Regions from separate parts of the Zea mays genome. Here all the other regions are linked to region 3. A link is a contact called in public Hi-C data. All regions are on one chromosome and are shown on one strand. The core of a region is the stretch at or near the end of the contact, and the rest is flanking DNA. Distances in the headings are between cores, read along the strand shown. Region 1 holds the start of LOC103626620 (sporulation-specific protein 15). Region 2 holds the start of LOC100384582. Region 3 holds the start of LOC100381337 (MPK14 - putative MAPK).

Region 1 (3,105 bases), core at 488-2,987, 210 kb after region 3:
ACTAGAAGGAGCTTGGTCGGTGGCCCTTGAGTGACGTAGTTCCTCTAGCGCCGTTCATAGGGTTGTGCGTAGCCCGTCCGCTCATCATACGGGTCCCTGTAGCTGATCTCCTGCTGACACTCTCGTGGTAGTGCATGGGGGCTCCCGTCGGTCAGTGGCATGGATCAGCCGTGCGGTCCTGCCCACCGTCACGACCCTGCGTCACTTGTTGGCGTGCGTGGGTGTAGACCCGGTATGGTGTATCTGCCGCGTAGAACCCAATATTCGGGCCACTATAAAAGCTTTGATGCTGAGGTCGTTTATGAACAGGATCGTCCAGCCCGTCAAGGTAGTGGGAGCGTGTCTTGAACTGTACTTGGGAAGGTGTGGTCATATACTCATATCGATAGCAATCACTCGACGTGCCCTCGGCCTGTCGTTCACGTGGCTGCCCTCAGCCACACCTCATCTTGTGGTGTCATGTTTTGTCCTAGTTGGCGTGGACATCGCGACGTCTGATTTGGGTTTCCACCTTGCTGACTTTCTTAGTAGGGACCTGGGTGGCCACCCTGTCTTATGGACTTTCTTGGCAGGGGTCTGGCCCGTCGCTCCGCCACGTACTTGCTCGGCAGGGACCTGTCCAGTCGCGCTGCCTCGTGGATTTGCTTGGCAGAGACCTGGTCGGTTGCCCCGCCTCGCATACTTGCTCGACAGGGACCTGAGTGGTCGTTCTGCCTCGCGGACCTGCTCGATAGGAAGACTTTGGTCGGTTAAAAAAAGGTTTTACAAGCCTTATTTTGGGTACCATGTTTCTAGATACCCAACACTAGTTGAGCGGATAAATTAGCGAGATGAAGGGTGAATTGGTACCAACAATCAACGTTGTAGTCACATCCCACTTGCACTCAACTAACTAAAATTATCTGAGTTAGAGCTTAGCTACATCGAAAAGCCCAAATATTACTCTCTCCATTCAAAATTAAAATTATTAATGTATGTGTTTTACACATGCGTAAAAAATCATCTTCATCTATTTAAATATAAATATAAAAATCAAAAGTTAAAATAAATACTATTTTGAGACGGAGGGAATAAATACTACCTTCACCTACGAAAAAGAAATTCACTGGTGTAGGCATAGGAAACCGAGGCCCCCCAAACCCATCTACTATACGGTTGAGGTGAGGGGGGGAAAGAAGAGTGGGCATGATATAATTCTGTATTCAATCATGATTTTAACAAAAGTTGTATAAGAACATCATAAATATCCATAACTTTAAATAACTATATCATGGCTACAATTGATTTACCAGTTTTTTAATAATATAAAATATTGATAATATATTTTATATAAAGTGGATCAAATGTCCTGGTTTATCCGAACATAATTTTGACGGATGGAGCACCGGAGCGGAGAGAGCCATCAGAGAGGAGCTAGCAGTGAGATATTTGCGTGCGTGCGTGTTCCGTAGTCTAGCTAGTTGGAACAGGAACAGTCGAACAGAGCGTCAGAACTCAGAACCTGTGAAGCGCGCCCACAGCGGGGGGCCGCAAGGCCGCAACTGCGCCAGGGAGACAGGAGACGCGCGAAAACCGTCGCGTTCCGTCCGTGCTCCCGTCTCGAACCGACACCGGCCAGGCGGGCCAGCCAGCCACACACCAACCCGACACGGCGCGGGCGCGGGCGCCGGTCCAAACCCGAATCTCTCCTGTCGATTCCTCCCTCTTCTTCCTCCTCGTCCCTCCCAAATCCCCGAACCCGAGCGCGCGACTCCCTCCCGCCTCCCAGATCTTCCAGAACCCGCTACGATTCGGGCAATCCGCCGGCCCGCGCCCTAGTAGGTCTCCGCGGGCGGGATTGGTTGATGCCTCCCCGCCTCGCGTGACCGCTGCCCGAGGGCTGGACCGGAGATCTCCGCATGGATCACAGGGGCGGCGGCGGCGGTGGCGGAAACAAGAACCGCACCGATCTCCTCGCTGCAGGGCGGAAGAAGGTACCGACTCCCGCGAATTTGTGCTCCATGTTCTCTTTTGTGTCTTTTTTTCGGGGGGATTTTGATCGAGCGTTACGTTACGTTTACGGTTTACCTCGCGTGCAGCTGCAGCAGTTCCGGAAGAAGAAGGGGAAGCGGGGTCCCGGCAATAAGGCCGACGCCGATGCTGACGCGGAGGCCGGGGAGGGGGCGCCCAAGGCGGCGGAGGAGTCTGTGCCCGAGCCGAAATCGCCTGTTGGGTTGAAGCTCCTCGCCGGGGAGGGCGGCGGCGGGAGCACTCCATTTGAGGTGAGGTTCGAGCGCTTCAGTGTGATGGCGTGGGTTTTGAGTGGGCTGCTCCTGCTCCTAGCTGTTGTTGTTGCTGGGTGTGTAATGCATGTCTGTCAATGCAGGAAGCGGAGAGGTCTCAGGCGGAGCAGTGCAACGGTGAGGGGCCTGGTACCGCGGAGTCCAGCTCTGTGGAGAGTTCCAATGCGGTGCAAGAACAGGAGACGGTGCAAGAGCAGGAGACGGATGATGTCTCCGATGCACATCATGTCGGTCCTAGTGAGCAGGGGATTTCGGAGCATCCTGAAAGCCAGACAGCTGGTGGCAGGGATCTATCACTTCAGGCTACCAGTGGAGACAGCATTGGTGATGATAATGTAGGACGAGCTCAGCTGGGTGATGTGGATAGCATGGAGCTGAATGCTTCTTCTGAAGGTAATGGAGCAGATGGTGATTGCAATCAACTAGGGGAACACCAGCAGGTGGAAATGGATGCTGTTGAAAGGCCAACAAGTTCCAGTTTCGAAGAATTCACCGAGTTGCCAATTCATTCTCAAGGCATTGAAGCCGATAATATCCACGGTGAAGGGGCTCAGGAAATGGTGATGGATGTTTCTGGGAGGCCATTAGATGGAGACATACAGCATGACATCGAGCCCACAGCTTCTGCTGAAATAGATGCCGAGACTGCACTTGAAGAGTCAACTGTTGCAGCTTCAATTGTGATTCCTGAGAGTACTGCAAGAGGTACTGAGTACGAAAGAGACACTGGGTATGAAACCGATGGAGTAGACAAAGAGGCTCTCCTAGAAGATCCAAGCATGGTGCATGTAAGTGATGAAGCTGTCACTATAGATGATTTGAG
Region 2 (3,186 bases), core at 618-3,117, 150 kb after region 3:
TGAATAATGTTATACGATTATTCACGCTATCTTTTATGTTTCATATGCTTCGTCTTTTACTAATGTACATTATAGTGATGAAGGTTAATCCTTCATGACCTTCGTCCGGGGATCGTTATATCCTAAGGGAAATAATGCTTCGAAGGACGAAGGATCTTAACGTTTAACATTTTCTGTGTTGCCTTGTTCTTAACTCATAGCATTTGAGAACAAGTCCCCAACAGCAATGGCTGACTCATTAAAAACCTATTTAGGTAAAAACTCACCATTGTGAGAAAACCCTAGATAAGAAAAAAGAGTACAACACACAGCTAACTAGTCGTGCTTGGATCTAATCATGCATAATCGTGCCTAATCGTGTCTAGGGGCTAATCGTGTCGTGCCCGTGCCGGCCCAGCGTGCCTGATGCTCGGCCCAGGCACGGCACTACCTATCGGGCCGTGCCGGCACGGGCCGGCCCGTTTAGCCCGGCCCGGCTGGCCATCTATACCCTGCTCTAATCATCCTCATCCGCCCAGGATTTTTTTTTTCATGGCTGCTTTATCTCCTACCGCACATACCGGATGCAGTCCGTCTTCCTCCCCTACTTCTCTGCTCCCTCTCTTCCTCAGCAGCGACCGAGCTCCATCTCTGGCGAGCTCGCCCTGCCCCACGGCGTTCCTCCCCTTTCTTCAATCTCCCGCCGCACCGTGCCGAACTCCCTGTGCACGCGTGCCCAGGATTTTTCTTCTCTCCGTGGCGCTAGCTCTCTGCCGGCCGCGAGCCCCTGCCATGGCCGCCGAGCTCCCTCCAGTCCTCTCTGCTCGCCGAGCTTCTTCCAGCCGCGCCGATCCGGAGTTCCGCCGTCCGCGCCCCTGCTCTGCTCTCTGTTCGGCCATGGCCGCCGAGCTCGGCCCTGCCCTCAACGCCAGCGTCCTCTGCTCTTTCTTCAGGCAGCCGCCGGCCGAGCTTCGCTTCTCTCCTCCCAGCCGAGCGGCTTCCCCTCCGTGCTCCCATGGCGCGTCCTGCTCCCTGCGCGTCCCTGGATCGCCCAGCCCAGCCGCGCCTGCTTTCCATGGCCGCGGCAACGTCCTGCTTCTCCACCGGATATCGCGCGCCCGGGTTCCCGCTCTCTGTTTGCCGCGCGCAGCCGGCTTCTTCCCCGCGCGGCAGCTCCCTAGCGCGCTCGACCTGCCCCTGTACGACACCCATCTCCCCTGCTCCTCCGGCGACGCGACTTCCTGCTCATCGTCCGCGCGCCCTCCAGCTCTAGTGGCCACGCGCGCCTCGCGCGCGCTTGCTTCCCTGCCGACGCGCCCCCGACGCCGCGCTGAGCTCTCTGCGCCGCGGTTCTCCCTCAACCAGCCCCAGCCGAGCTCTCCGGTTTCTCCTCTGCGCGCCCAGCTCGCCCAGTCTGCGCGCCGAGCTCCCTCGTCGCGGCTTCCTGCTTCCTCGTCAGCGCACCTCTCACTCTGGTCTCCTGTGTCGCGTTCGCCCAGATCGCCGCCATTGAGTTTCCTGACGTGCCCCCTCAGCTCACTTGCCGCGCTCGCCTTGGCTCCCAGTTCGGCGCGCGATTTTGGAGCTCTGCGCGAATGGCGCGCGGTCTGGTGCTCTGCGGCAAGCGCTTCGTGTGGGTGGTGTGGTTTCCAAACTGCGTGATGCGCTGGCTCGATGCCCAGACCCCGGCCTCCGTTGTGCTCGTCTGCCTCGGCAGCAAGTACTTCGTGTCGGAGCAGCGGCAGCGACGCCCACCTTTGCGTCGTGCTCACCAGATCGGGCCTCGCGTCGTCGATCTGTGCAATTCCTGTTAGCTCAATTCCTGTTCGGCTATCGGTTTCGCCGGTCGTCGATTTTCTATTTGTCATGGTCATCCCATCGGTTGTTCCTATCCGAGCTAGCCCAGCTCGCCAGCCGTCGTGCATCTTTAGGGCTTGTTCGGTTAGCTCTCAATCCACGTGGATTGAGTGAGATTGGATGGGTTTGAATCCCAAACAAGTCAAACTTCTTAAGAATTTTTTCAATCTCATCCAATCCATGTGTATTGGGAATAACCGAACAAGGCCTTACCCATTGAGCCGTGTGTTGCCGCGTTCACCTCGTTGTGCCATCATCGTCGTCAAATGGAAATCGCCGCGCTGGCACGTCGATATCGTCGATCGCCATCCTCGTCTACGCCAAGTCCCAAGCTGTGAAGACGCTCTTGTACTGACCACGCGTCACCAGCTCAACAAAAGGAATCCCATGAATATCTGGTCAAGAATAGAAATTGTGTGCATCGCTCGCCAAACGTGTGTGATCAAAGACGTCAACCGGAAACCGTCGTCGTGCTTCCGACTATCTCGTCAAATTAGTCAGGGTAAGCAAATTTGTTATTCGTGCTAGTGGATTGATGAATGGTCTGACTAGGTATATTAATCGTGATAATTCTATGGTGAGTCGGATTGCTAATTCGGTTATTAGTTCGATGAAGAGAACTGTAGGTATACTATTTATTAGGATGCCCAAGTCATCTACTGTGATTTGGTCAATGTCGTGTGGAGAAAGAGGTCGCAATAGGTCTCAGTGCTTGCAGGATTGTGGGTGTTAAAAATGTGATGTTTTATTAATATATGTGATACACAGGTTAACCTGGGAATTAGTTTAGAAAGTTAATGAAAGTTCTTCTATCAAGATTTTATAAGTGTTAGGTGTCCAAGAATTGTGAAGTTAAAGTTATAAGTCGTTTAGTGTGCTCTTTAAACTAGGTATGATATTCTATGTGTGCTTGTGTGCAATGGTGAATTAATCACATTGTATAATGATCGTCGATGGGTCGGCCAGGTGAGTAGTGCCTTGATAAATGTATATGTTAAATATAATTAAATAGGTTCCACTTATGTGATGAGTAGTGGTCTTAAATATTGGTAAAATGTTCTGTTCATACGGTAATAGGATGAAGTTAGTATTTTGTAGAATGCTCGTGTTCTATTTATATTATGTCTGGTTATGTTGGTATATACATAAGAATTAGGTTGTCATGATTATGATGATGACTTAATTGTAATATTATCTTGTGATACCCGTCTTGATATGCATTCATATGCATAATGCATTTCATTAGGTACGCTAGCTGATCGCGCGATGCGGAAGACGAGCCAAGTCGACCCCAAGTGCGGGCTACTCCGCATGGTGATGCTGATGGACGAACCTGCCTGATCAAGTGCT
Region 3 (3,162 bases), core at 23-2,522:
GATTGAGAGCACATCAACCACAAGAGCACGCCAAATAATGTGTCTTCAATCCTCATTTTTTCATTCCGGATGAACACTAATATTAAATTCTAGTCTAGTAAGGAAATTTAGGACCTAAACCAAAATCTGCATCGATTCAGTTGAGAGAGAAAAGGAGCATGGCAGACCCATGGAATTCAATCTTTGGGTTGGGAGGATGCACAGGCCAGACTTAGCAGCAAGTACCAAATGCAAATAAACAGCAAGCTTGCTGAACGACAGCATTGTTTCGACAAGCAAGCAAATATCCAATGCTAGGTCAACCCAGCTCGGCAGCTCCGTGTCTCCTCCATGCAGTAGCTTCTCACCACCCAACCATTTCGGTCGTATCGTTAGTCGGTTGCTACCGTTAATCACTGGACGCACCACGCCACCACCCGTGCAATGCTGTAGAATGTCCTCCGCGCTACAATCACAAGCTAGGTTCCTCCTAATCCCAAGCAAGCAACCTTAACCCATATGTAGCTCCTGGAGGCAATCCGGAACCACCGAGACGAATAGAACACGAGCAACTAAACCAGCAGATCGATCACGGATACCGACGGACCATCCCATCACATTCCCTGATCATGGCCGCGTTGGGGAAGACAGAATCCCCCCACCACGAATCCGCTTGCAGAGTGGCGGGATAGATAGGTCGGTGCCAAATCACAGTCAGCTGCGCGTGCAGGCGCCAATTCCGAGCTCGAGACCAGAGCCCGGGCGACCCAGATCGAGGGCACGAGATGACGCCTCCAGCTGCCGGGGAGCGAGATCGGTCATGTCCGGACACGAACGGACGGTCGGTCGGTCGTCGGAGCGCAAACCATAGCAGACAATACAGACAGAAAGCGAACGAAGGAGAAAACGCGGAAGATTTCCACTCACACGAGAGGATAAGGGGAGGGGAGAGGAGAGGACGGCGCGCCTGGCCGAGTGGGTGGAGCAGCTTCGGTCAGAGAGGCGTCGCCATGCGCGCGGCCGAATCCCTCGCCTCCGCTCCGCTCGCTGTGAGCACCTCCAGCCGTGGGCGGGAGGGGAGGAAGAGGAGGGGGGGAGGCGAGTCCCGTGCCGTGACCGTGAGGAGGGATGGGGGTGGGGAGGACCGGGAGAGGGGAGGAATATTCTGACCTGCTGACTGACGGGTCATGGTCACATCGCGTCGCGTCGCCCGGCCGTCGATGCCCCCACGGCCGTCGGATGCGGGCGCTACGTCGGGCGCGCCGGAGACCGACACGGAAAGGAAGGGAGGAACGGACGCGAGGGGGCGCGGCGGGGCAGGGGAGAGGGGCCGAAGGCGGGTAGGTGACGTGCCGACCAGCAGGCCCAGCGGCCGGTCCAGCAGCTCCAAGCCCACGTGACTCATACATGCTCCATAGACCAGCACCATAACACAACAACGGCATTGCTTCTTTTCTTCGAGCCTTCCACGGCCTAAAGTTTGGTTTCCAAGATGCTTCAAAGAAACTTTTCCAAGTATCACTTTAATTTACGTTGCAACTAATAGGATATATACATATAAATTAGACCAGTGTTGAGCATCATATTTAACACCTGATTACGATTGGACGGTCTAACCCTGTAGCCTGAATGGTCCGCGCCCTCGCGACCAGATAAGCATGGACGAGAGTATTTATTTCATACTTGGTTATTCTAACATATTCGGAATCTCTTGGATCTCGTCTATGAATAGGTTTAAATCTCTTACCTTATAAATATAAAGGGATATGACCGATTCGAAACCCATGAACTCATTTCAATCGAGTCAATCTACTTTATTTACCTTTCTTTATGATTTCTACCCTAGGAATAGATGTAGCGTAGCTCTAATTGTAGCTTTCTGCATATCCACCTCCACTCCTATTTGGCTCTACGCCGTCTAGATCCGTCATGGATGGGTGGTCTGCCGACCCAAATACGACCCTGGGATCTTACCCCTCCAGGGGGACAAGATCCAGTTCAGTTATTCAAGATATTGTTCATAGACTTGATCTCTTAATTCTTAAGCGACTCTACGTCGTCTAGAGATACCCCGAGTTAGGGCTGGGCAAAAAACCCGTAACCCGAAACCCGAACCCGGAATACCCGAACCCGAACCCGAAATACCCGAAACTCGAATTTTATTCGGAAATTTCGAGTAGCAACTTGCAAAACCCGAAATTATTTCGGGTATCACAATCGGGTACCCGAAATACCCGAATTACCCGAACTTTCATGTGTCATGTACTCATGTCATGCTTAATTATTAATTTGTACATCTATAATTATGTGTAAGTGTGCATAACTTGTGATTGTAGATTGCTTGTGTTTTATATGTCCATGTATATCATTATTCAAGCTATATTTTTATACTAATTTAATAGGGTGTATGTGTTTTTATGAAGCCAACACAATAGTTCGGGTAGTTCGGGAATACCCGAACCCGAAATTCCGGGTACCCGATTTTTCGGGTATTGAAAAACCCGTTGTAATTTCGGGTATCGATTCTCAAAACCCGAAATTTTAAAAACCCGAATTACCCGACCCGGAAATTTCGGGTAACCCGAACGCCCACCCCTACCCCGGGTGGCCTGCCGGCCTGGAGCACCCTAAGATCTCTCTCCCAGAGGGCGAGATCTAGGTTCCTATGAGGAGGAAGAGAACCTTGTGCCATCATGAACCGTCCGCCCCGAGGTGTGGACCGTCCGGAGCGACACAGGGAAGGAGTCACTCCTGCAGCGAGGTCGCGAACCGTCCGGTCCAAGGATGCGGACCGTCCACGCTGACGCAGAGAGAATCGTTGGACAGTACACCCCTAGTATTTGGCGTCCTGATCGACGCCAACATACTTTTTGACGACTCCGCTGGGGACGACTGAGATTAGATTTATTAGATCGTCCTCGATGGTCGATCCCAAAATCGCAATAATGTTTCTCCAGACATTGACACAAGGCTAGCTAATTTATTTGTCGTTGTGCGTGAGAAATTAGAAGACTACGTGAAGCAGGTGACCGAGGAGTTCCAGCGACAACAATCTTATAGGCGCGAGGTGGAGAAGAACTGGTACCTCTCGCACTTCAGAATAGATCGCCACCAGAAGATCGTCTGGGCAAGGGAGATAAAGCTTGATACCCTATCAGATTTGCTGGACCAGTTCCCCACTGT

Evidence for each region. Hi-C and Micro-C count contacts between places; a contact is called where the count stands out from the background.
Region 1: a Hi-C map of leaf shows a contact between it and region 3, with 2.9 times the contacts expected there. The contact joins the promoter of LOC103626620 here to the promoter of LOC100381337 in region 3. A contact is called at or near these places in 19 of 25 Hi-C or Micro-C datasets (bundle sheath, ear, endosperm and 5 more) and 1 of 3 datasets of contacts at active chromatin or transcription factors (leaf).
Region 2: a contact with region 3 is called in a Hi-C map of ear, with 2.9 times the contacts expected there. The contact joins the promoter of LOC100384582 here to the promoter of LOC100381337 in region 3. A contact is called at or near these places in 2 of 25 Hi-C or Micro-C datasets (ear and leaf).

What each region holds. Positions count from the first base shown.
Region 1 is chr5:82,131,179-82,134,283 of Zm-B73-REFERENCE-NAM-5.0, forward strand. It overlaps LOC103626620 (sporulation-specific protein 15), which reads left to right and starts at 1,738. Exons shown (of 9, transcript NM_001323078.1): 1 at 1,738-1,973; 2 at 2,079-2,261; 3 at 2,366-3,105. The coding sequence starts at 1,899.
Region 2 is chr5:82,069,774-82,072,959 of Zm-B73-REFERENCE-NAM-5.0, forward strand. It overlaps LOC100384582, which reads right to left and starts at 1,868. Exons shown (of 1, transcript NM_001177088.1): 1 at 592-1,868. The coding sequence starts at 1,853. The coding sequence ends at 672.
Region 3 is chr5:81,921,218-81,924,379 of Zm-B73-REFERENCE-NAM-5.0, forward strand. It overlaps LOC100381337 (MPK14 - putative MAPK), which reads right to left and starts at 1,273. Exons shown (of 3, transcript NM_001174205.2): 1 at 1,150-1,273.